2 separate regions of the Gossypium hirsutum genome follow, and region 2 is linked to region 1. Evidence: chromatin contacts called from public Hi-C data. All regions are on one chromosome and are shown on one strand. The core of a region is the stretch at or near the end of the contact, and the rest is flanking DNA. Distances in the headings are between cores, read along the strand shown. Region 1 has its middle 8.6 kb from the start of LOC107915865. Region 2 holds the start of LOC107914577 (integrin-linked protein kinase 1).

The links. A called contact is a pair of places that touch in the nucleus more often than the background predicts.
Region 2: a contact with region 1 is called in a Hi-C map of leaf, with 1.9 times the contacts expected there. The contact joins the promoter of LOC107914577 here to the enhancer-like site in region 1. A contact is called at or near these places in 3 of 34 Hi-C or Micro-C datasets (all in leaf).

Annotation. Positions count from the first base shown.
Region 1 is chrD10:20,564,996-20,569,656 of Gossypium_hirsutum_v2.1, reverse strand. It overlaps the pseudogene LOC107914557. Among protein-coding and RNA genes, the nearest start is that of LOC107915865, 8.6 kb to the left of the region's middle. Within about 2 kb of position 3,041, at least 3 of the 9 cell types and tissues checked have an H3K27ac peak or open chromatin away from gene starts, as enhancers often do. A contact at or near this core is called in leaf, where this site is marked.
Region 2 is chrD10:20,642,288-20,647,584 of Gossypium_hirsutum_v2.1, reverse strand. It overlaps LOC107914577 (integrin-linked protein kinase 1), which reads right to left and starts at 2,944. Exons shown (of 12, transcript XM_016843517.2): 1 at 2,169-2,944. The coding sequence starts at 2,585. LOC107914578 (a long non-coding RNA gene) reads left to right here. Exons shown (of 2, transcript XR_001688925.2): 1 at 1-167; 2 at 368-1,837.

The DNA.
Region 1 (4,661 bases), core at 1,792-4,291:
AAAGAAGCAGTTAATTTCTTATTTTTGAAAGGAAATATATGCTTATGTAATTATGTTACTTTGAATCAAACTTTAATATCCTTAAAATATTTTCAAAATCATTATTATTTACTTCATCAACCACTAAGCTATCTTTTCATGATTTTCGTTCAAGTTGATTGTAATGCGGTATGCTAAACCTGATATGCAAAAATATTTGGATGCGATGTATGGAAATTGTTTATTATTGTTCTGTAATTTGAAAACTGTATACGAGTAAGTTTGATTCTGTTTCTGTTAAACTAAACTAATTTGCAAATATTGTTATTTAATATGAAAACGAAATACAAGTATGTCGATTCTGTAATCTGTGTGCATTTTGATATGGTTTGCAAACGCATTTGGGATTGAGATTTGTTTTCGAAGAGAAGGAAGTTCGTATTGGTAGTTTCACTGCATTACTATATTTTAGCAGTCTATCCGTAATAATAAAAGTGGCATACGACCACATTGACGTGTGTTTAGTTGGATGGATCCACCATAACCCAAATGGTGTGTACAGGTTGGAAAGGGTCCTTAATACCCTTATCGGTGTGTATGTGGGGTTTGTGGAGATGGTGTGCAGCGGTTGGCTTTGTGGGAATTTTGCATCATTCCTCATTTGATTTTGTTATGTATATCTGTTATGTGTATTAGTAATATTATGCGTTATTCTGATGCGATCTCTATTTATAATTCGGATTTTGCTAATGTAAGTTTGTTTGGTTAGTTAACTTTGCAATTGAGGTATTATTCTGTTACCGTTATTTTCCGGTTGTTTTAGACTCACACTGAGCTTTCGTAGCTCATTCCCTTAGTTTTCCCTTTCAGGTAATCCGTAAGCTTAGGTGTTGGACTCAGCAAACTGGAGGTCTCGAAAATGACACATTTTGGTTTAAATTAATAAAGTCTTTTATAAGTTTTAATAATCTGATTTTATTTAGACTGTAAGTAAATTTTATGGACTATGGTATGAATTTTGATTTTGTGATTTTTGTGAAACTTTGGTTTTTTTTTTATGGTTTCTGTTAAAAAATAAATGATGAATTTTTCGCTGTTACATTGATTTTGACATTTCAGTTAACGATTAGAAAAACTTGAATTATTTGCAACCCAAATAATAATTATCAATTTGGTTTATTTTAATCTTAACTACAATTAAATTATTGATTGCGACACGGAAAGTTAACTTCAATCAAATTTTGTTAAACATAAGATGAAAATGATTTTCAAAAAGAAATTTAAAATTATGAATAGTAATTTGTTTAAAGCCACTTCGGTGGACAATGTGACCTCCGGATTTCGATTAGAACTTCTGGGCCTGGTTTTGGGATATTTCATCTAGATTTTTTGAAATTTGGACATCCATCGTTTTAAATTATAAAAATTATTTTATATCCAAAATAACATGGACAAATAGAAGTCTAGATTCAAATGATTCTAAATGTCATTTTGTCTAGTTTCATTCTAGACATGTTTTTTTTTTGTTGTAATTTTAATTTTTTTACTATTTACTATTTATAAATTATTATGTCATGGATTTTTTAATTTATTAAGGCTTTATAAAGTATTGGTATGTTAGTATTTGATTTTACATATTTCAATATTGTTACAATTCCTTTTTTTATAAAATTAAAAATATATAAAATTACTAAAAAAGACGCTTTCAAAAAGAATTTGGACAAATTGTTATCCAAGTTTATCGGAATCGAGATAAACATTTATTTGGATTTATCTTGTAGTGAAATAATTTTTTTTATAAATTTATATATTCTAAAAAATAGATTTTGTAGATTTTATTTTTTATAATTTCAAAAATAACAATATAAGAACTTAATATTTTAAAAAATAAAATAAAATTGTAAAAAAGACTCCCGTCCAAAATGAATCTAGACTAAATATTGTCCAAAATCATCTAAATTTAGACATAAATATGGGCAACAAATTATTCAGGCTTGTTACAATCCATCACAAAAAATTTAAATGCAAATAATCATTTATTACATCCAAGCTTTACGCGCGAGATCTAGCTTAATCTAGCTTTACCCAAAAAAATCATTTCCATTAAGAAAAACAACTTAATCTAGCTTTCAGCATTCAAAGAAAAAGGAAATCACCAAACTTCCTAAAGCAATCATGAAATGATCCATACATGAGATCAACACCAAAATAACTTCCACTACAATCCGTCAACCACAAAAGAAAAATATATATATATATATATTGTGCGAGACACCGGTAACAACTATTAAAATTCATAAAGAAGTTTTTCAAAGGCTTTCATTTGGGGGATCTCTAAACGAGTTACCAGTGACAAACTCCCATCATTGACTGGACTTGGTAGTATGTAAATTTTGCCTTCATGGACGTCATTCCCTGGCCCCATATATATGGTACGACCCCATCCGAAATCTGCCTCATATATAGGCAACCAAATCCATGGAGCAACAGCAAGGTTAGTATGCGGTCCTGTAACCAAAGTGTTTGAATCAGACATTTTTTCAATGTAATCAAGAGCTGATCTTAAATATTCATCATTTATCTGATTTAATAGTTCATGGATCCTCTTTATGGTGTCAGTAAACGATTCAGTTTCAAGATCACCAGCTTGAGCAATTAATGCAGAACTAAAGATTACATTGCCGAAGTAGCCTGGTGGGAGAGGAGGATCCAATTTATATCGACCATCAACTGGAATACGCAGCTTGGTATCTTGGTCGGCGGAGAGACTTGCTTTACTTACACCGCCATATATGTGCAGCCAAGATGTTGAAGCTGCTATATTTTATACCACCGTTTGCATTTGCAACATTTGCTTTGGCTTTCAGGGTGTTCAATTGATCAGCTGTGAGCTTAAAGGTGGAGACAATGGATGGCTTATGATCATTTGATTGAGATCTTGATGCAGACTTCAATACCGGAGAAAGTCATCTTCAACACGGTGGAACTTAGGCGTTGGTGGGTCCCGAGCACGAAAAAGACTTCGATCGATGAATGGTGTAATGGCAGGAGACAAGCCCCGTGAGGTGTCAGCCCAACTATTGATGAATTAATGAAGAGCCACGGTGCCATCTCCTAAAGTATGTTGAACCCTACTCCAAGACAAACTCCACCGCATTTGAACTTAGTTACCTGGTAAAATATACACAAAATAAATCAACTATTATTATATAACTTTTTATATTTTATATCCTGTTTCCGATGAAATGCTTGCATATTACCTGCAATACAAGAAGTGGATAAGAAGATATTCCTCCAGAATAGTCGACTTTAGGGACTAAACGAAAAACTTGAGAGTAATCAGTAAAATCACCAATCAAATGTTCCATAACTGAAGTTTCAGCTTCAACGAATAAAACTCCTTCAGCGTTGCATATTATCTCAAGTCTTCCATTTTCATCATACCCCAACCTTCCAGCAATAGGGTAAAATGGGACAAGAATCTTGCTCAAAGCCTCTTTATGTCTTCCAGTATCAAAGAAATCAGAAGAACCATTTGGCTTATAATAGTATATAGTAGGGAGGTGGTATTTTGCCATCACTATATCTAAATTTGAGTTCCATAGACTTCTTTTAGAAGTGCCTTCAGCTGGACGAACAATGGTAGACTCCTTTATAGTAATCTCCATCTATAAATTAGATAACAAACTCCTTTGTCAGTCACATCATCGAATGAAAGGGATGAAAAGGCAGGTTTTGATATGAATGAAAATGAGGTAAGAACATGTACAAACTTCTACTTCTACTGAATGGTGAAAATAGTGATTTTTCTAATTAAAAAAATGGAATGAAATTATGATAGATGAAAAAGAAAGATTAGAATATTCATACCATGAAATAGTGTAAACAAGTGTTAGAAGAACAACGGTGTGAAGGGGGCGAAGGGAGACTTGAGCAGTCCCTGGTGAAGCCTTCGCGCTTACTTTAGATCCAAATTTGTGGTTCATATTTTCCGGTATTTAATCAAGTAGATCAAAATCACAGTGTCTTGGTACGCATCTAAGTTCCAGCTGGTCTCCATCCATTAATTCTAAATCTTGTATATTTATTAAGGTTAAATATAAAATTGGTACTTGAATTTGTCTATTTCTCTAAGATTGGTATTTATAGTTTTGTTTGTTTCAGATTGGTACCTGAACATTTTTTCGTCAACTAAATCGATTCCTGATTTTAATACTGCTAAGTGTAGGACACATGGCATAAATGATGTCATTATGATGTCATAATATAATTTTTCTTTTTACTTTTCTCTTCTGTAGTTTCAATTGTTTCTAACCAAAAACCAATTTTCATTTTCCAACCAAAAATCCCAAATCTTAATCCCCAATTTCTTCTCTTCTTATTCTTCTTCTTTCGACTTGAAAATGGCACCGGAATTTGTAAGTTAGGGTTTCCAATAAAGTTTTGGGAATGCCTAAAAATGAAGGGTGTTGGTGAAGAAGAAAAATAAGAATGAATCTGATTATGAAGATAAATTAGTTCTCGCTACAATTGATTCAACTGACGAGTCATAGCTGGTTTTTAGGGTTTAGGGTTATGTCGCGACACAAGACCTAATGTGTTGCAACATCACCTCTGTACTAGAAATTAATACGAGCCAATGGCATTTTGGTTTGCACAATCAATCATTAGGCTCGAGAGCA
Region 2 (5,297 bases), core at 1,695-4,194, 78 kb before region 1:
GAATGAGGACTTTCAATTAATGATTTTGCATGGCCATCTTCCTTGGCGACCGAATTTGCATCTTATTTTGATGAGCCTCAACCATCAATGTGGATTTGTTCTCTAAACTTTTGCCTAGAGTTTATATTGGAAGGGGGAATGCAGGAAAGTCAGTTTGCACATGTAAGGTACATTCCTTTTTGTACATTGCTTTTGTGTGCCAAGTTTGCATGCAACTATTTTATCCAAATAAAAGCAATGCTGCAACCGACTAAAAAAAAATATGAGTCTTCACCGGATTGTGAAAATGCTTACTGGACAGGATGCTTTACAAGCAGACCAACTTTAAAATTTTATTTTAGAATACTGAGCGTCTACTATTTGGCAGCAAGGCAACTTGAATTTTAAAAAGGGAAGCATGATTCAAGGCCAAATACAGACTCATTGGCAGATGCTCGGTTTATTGCTAAACATCATGTTGAGGTTGTTGCATCTTCACTCACTTGCTTAGCTGATGCGAAGTCATCCACGGGATTTGGGGATTCAACCACCAATTTCCAGTAGTGTCCACTTCTGAATATACCTTGTTGCCTTGCATCAGATACTGACCTGTCTCATCGAAAGAACTTGATTGTTGTGATCTACAATTTTTGGGGATGGAAAAGAGAGGACATAACATGTTTTATTGTTGTTAATAAAGCTGTTATTGTTCATTATTATGAGGGCGGAAAAATTGAGTCACAGCTTGTTCCCACAGTAGATGTCTATGTGGAACTAAGCTATTATGCTAGAGCATATTTAGGAGCTAGATCAACATCAAGAGAAGCACATAGTGTGAAAGAAACTTCAAGGGCTGAAAGGGCATCTGTATATGCAAAAAGTGTTGCACAGAGCGTAGAAGCTGATACAACAAGTGCCACACCACTTTCAAGATTTTCCTCTCTACAACCTACTTTAAGGGGGGCAAAAATTGGTGGTTTGGGAAAAGTAGTTCTTGCTTTTGATGCAAATGGAATTTGAGGTCAGGTTTAACAGATCTATTCCTGAGGGCAATGACCTTAGTGGATTTTGTGAAGATCATGGTTTCTTCTGTGCTGCTACCTCGCTATGCCTGGACAGTTCTGGAGGTGATGTTCAGAAGCTGGTTGTTAATGAACTTTTTGTGGTTGCATCGAATGAAAACCAGCCCCTTAATGTTGTTTGTGAAGGACATAGAGAAGTCTAGAAATAAAGATGGAGGCTAGCTACAGCAAAAACAAGCATGACAGATCTTGTATCAAGGTTGAATCAAGAAGTTGCATTTGGACAGTTTCGAGAAAAAAAGGTCAAGGATTTGGTAGTGGAACTCAAAACCACTAGAGAATATTGTGATGAAAACATGCAGCAAGGTGTTTTTTTTGAAAGAGAAAGATTTACTCAAATATAGTGGAATATGGAGTTAGTTTGGAAGCAATGTTTGGAGATGGAATTGAAACTAAAGAATGAACAAGATGAAAAGGCACATGTTGAGTCATTAAAGATATTAATCATGGAGAAGAGGCTGCAAAGAGCCGATCTAGAAAATTATGCTGAAGTGGCGAAACTTTTCTCACCGGAGTTGAATTTTTCAAGCGGGGAGATGAGATGGGAGCTTTTCTTTTTATTACAATATTTTATTATGACAGTTTGATCTTATAATATTTTAAGTATGGATGTATTTTAGACGGCTAGTATCATTATTCATTAGGATTTAAACTTAGGATTAGGGATAAAACTTTGTTTACAAGAAAGCCTAGTTGCAAGAATGAAAGTCTTTGAATTCATAGAAAATTAGAGGTTTTCTATAACCTAAGTTTTCTAGAGTTCATCTTCTTTCCTATTCATAGTTCAGCCCTAATTTGTTTATTTACTGCCTGTTTTCTCCTCTAAACCACACCACACAAGATCCCAATAATCAATCAAAGCTAAATAGCTTAAGCATTGAAACAAAATCTAATCTAACATCTTTAAACTTCCATGTTCAAAACCAGTAAGTTGTATGAACAAAACCGACCAAAAAAGATGATTAATCACAATGATAACAATGAAATAGTTAAAACCTGCAAATAAATAATAACTTTCCCCGCAATTCAAACAAATAAAGGATTAAAAGAAAACGGACAAAAAATAAGACAAAATGAATAAAAAAGAAGGAAGAAGAAGAAACGTACCGTACTACCCCAACGGTCACGGGCATCAATATTAGCCTTCCTAACAAGAAGCAGCTTAACAACCTCAACATGACCTTCACAAGCAGCGATATGCAAAGCAGTACGGCCATCCAAATCAATACTATTAACGTCAACGCCTTCATTCAACAAATCTTCCACTCCTTTGGCATCCCCTCTACACGCCATGAAGAGCAGCTGCATGGTCGCGTCAAGGTTTTCCGGCACCGCCATATCATCGTGGAGGGGACTCCGCCTAATTGGGTCCAGCGACGACTGCCGACCAAAGCTGAATCTTTGATTGTTCTTCCGAGGGTCCAGCGATGTCTGCCGCGTGAACTGGCGGCTGAAACTCCGTTTTATTGACCCGGTAGAGAACTGGCGGGAGATTCCCCGGTTTAACTGAGCTGCTAATGCCATGGTGGTTTCTTAGGATACAATTAAAAGGGTAATCCAGAAATTTGGAACAGCAACACAATTCACATAATCATCGATAAAACAAGGGAATGTGAAGAGGAAATCTGGATTCGGACGATCGAGAGCCAAATGGGGGAGAAAACGGAGAAGCAAGTTTAAGCTCAGGGATCCCGATATCGAGCCGAAGCCTGAATGAGGAGATGAAGGATAGAAGATTTGAGATCCGAGCGAAGCGCAGGGGGCCTAATAAAAAAAGAGAAAATCAAGGCAAAAAAAAAGATGGTCGAAACTTGGCTTTTGGATTTTCTCCTTTACTCTGCTTGTTTTTTGTTTCAACCCACGAAACCACCGAAAATGGCGTTCACCTAAATATTCATTTATAGTGCCATCTATCTTATTACAACGTACAACGTTGTGTTTGTTGCGAGAGACAAATGCCGAAAAAAACCCATAATTTATTCTTTGAATTAATTTCAATAATAATAATTTTTTACTTTTTAATCAGTAAAAATTTTCAAAATGTTATCCAAGAGATTTTTTTTTCTAAAAGAATATGAATAATTACAGCTAGATTCAATTATCACTATATTCGATTTGATTTTGATTGACTTTTTCTCTAAAATAAAATAAATATTAAAATTACACTTAAATTTTATTTTAATATATAATATTTAAAATATAAATTTTAATTTAATATAATTATACACATAAAATTTTGATTTTTATTCAATTTTAAATAAATTTATTTATTTTTGTATTTGATTAATATAACTATTTGTATATATAATATATAAATATAAATTGATGCTAAACTGATAATATTATTAAACTTAAATTAAATTAAATTTAAAATTTATATATAAAATTATACAAAATTAAAATTTATAACGTTCACATTAAATTAAAATTTTTTGGGTAATTTTGATTTTTTTTCTTTTCTAAAACTAAAATACTACATATTAACTATTTTTTTCGAAAACAAAAAAAAACCTATTTTTTTAGGGGTAGGAAAAACGAAATTCTTATCATAGATGAAATTTGTTATGTTAGAGATAATACAATATCTAAATTATTATTTTTTCTTTCAAAGTTATTTCTATTATTAACTTTTTTTTATTTTTATGACGTTTTTATCTAGAAAAAAATATTATATAATATGGAGAAGGTTTAATTTAAAAGTTTTGAATAATGTATATAAAAAATTACTTTTTAGGGCATGTTGCATAAAATTATTCTTTTGATTAGTAATATAAAAATTTATGATAATTAAAGGGCATATTATTATTATTATTATTATTATTATTATTCAGTGTGTGGAATTTAAAATTAATAAGTGAGTGAATGGAGAGAATATAATACATTTATAGAAAAATATTACTTTTTCATTTTTGTACATGCTTCAAACGTAAATATAAAAAATAGTGTCATAAATATAATACGATACCTAATGTATACATAATAAATGGTATGGGCAAATTAGATACACTTATTCTTACTAAATTATTTGAATTTGATGGTAATGTTTATTAATTTATTTTTAAGTTATTTTGTGAAAATATTATTAGAAAATTCTTTAAACATTTTTAAAATTGTGAATTTAAAATAATTTTAAGGTAGGTTTAAGTATTTTAGTGGTTAAATATTGATATTTAGGGGTCAATAATCACAATAATTTTTATAGAGTAAAGTATCCATATCTGTTCTTGAGGTATAAATAGTTAATTCAAAAGTACTAATAATCGAGAGTTGTATTATTAAGTTTTTATCATTTAACGGTCTTAATTTTAAAAAAATAAAATTAATTTAATAGCAAGTAAAATAAAAATATGAGATTCTACAATGATTTATCAAAACAATCCAAAATTGGATGTGTAAACCAAATCTTAGGAGTATTGATAAAAAAATTCCACAAATATTTAAAAGCAAACTTTAAAACTCAAGTAAACCAATAGGTTATTGGAAATATAGACACTGCCTAAATATCTCACTGGATTGGTTGGACACCGATGACAAGGCATGGCTCCCACCAACAGTTGACTCTACGGAAGAAAAACGTTGCCTGCTGTCAGTTCCATATAATCTTTTTTAGGGACCAACATTTAGGCCCCCGACATGTGGAATTGATTTCCTTCATCTAACTTTTTCCTTCTAATATATTTTTATATATTTTAAAGATTTTTTTGGGCTTTTTTTATATAATACCTATTTTACCCACGATTTTTCCTCCTTGAAGGAAAAAATGTGTTCTCCTTCTAGTTTTTATACTATGATTGAATCGTGTAGTAATATGACATTATGAGATCCAATTTTGAAAGCTGTCCTTCCAAATAGCCCATCCCTTCCTTTAATGCTGCTTTCATTACCAAACAAAGCTATCACAATAATCTATCTACCTTTCTGAGATTTGTTATAAAATTTAAAAAAAATGTTAGCTTTTTCCATAACACATCGTTTTAAATTTAAAAATTTTAAGAATTATGTTTTTTTGAAATAAAATTAAATCCTCACAACCTTTTATTTTAATCCATTTTTGTAAAATGAAAATAAGTTTGGTGAAAATTAATGTTTAAGAGCTAAAATGAATGGTGGGAATATAATATTTTTATTATTAATTAATAATTCAAATTTTAAAAGCATTGTTCACAATTCGATCTCGATGTCAATAAAAGAAGAAGAAACCTATTCGACCCTTTGGATACTCTTTAGACTATTTTG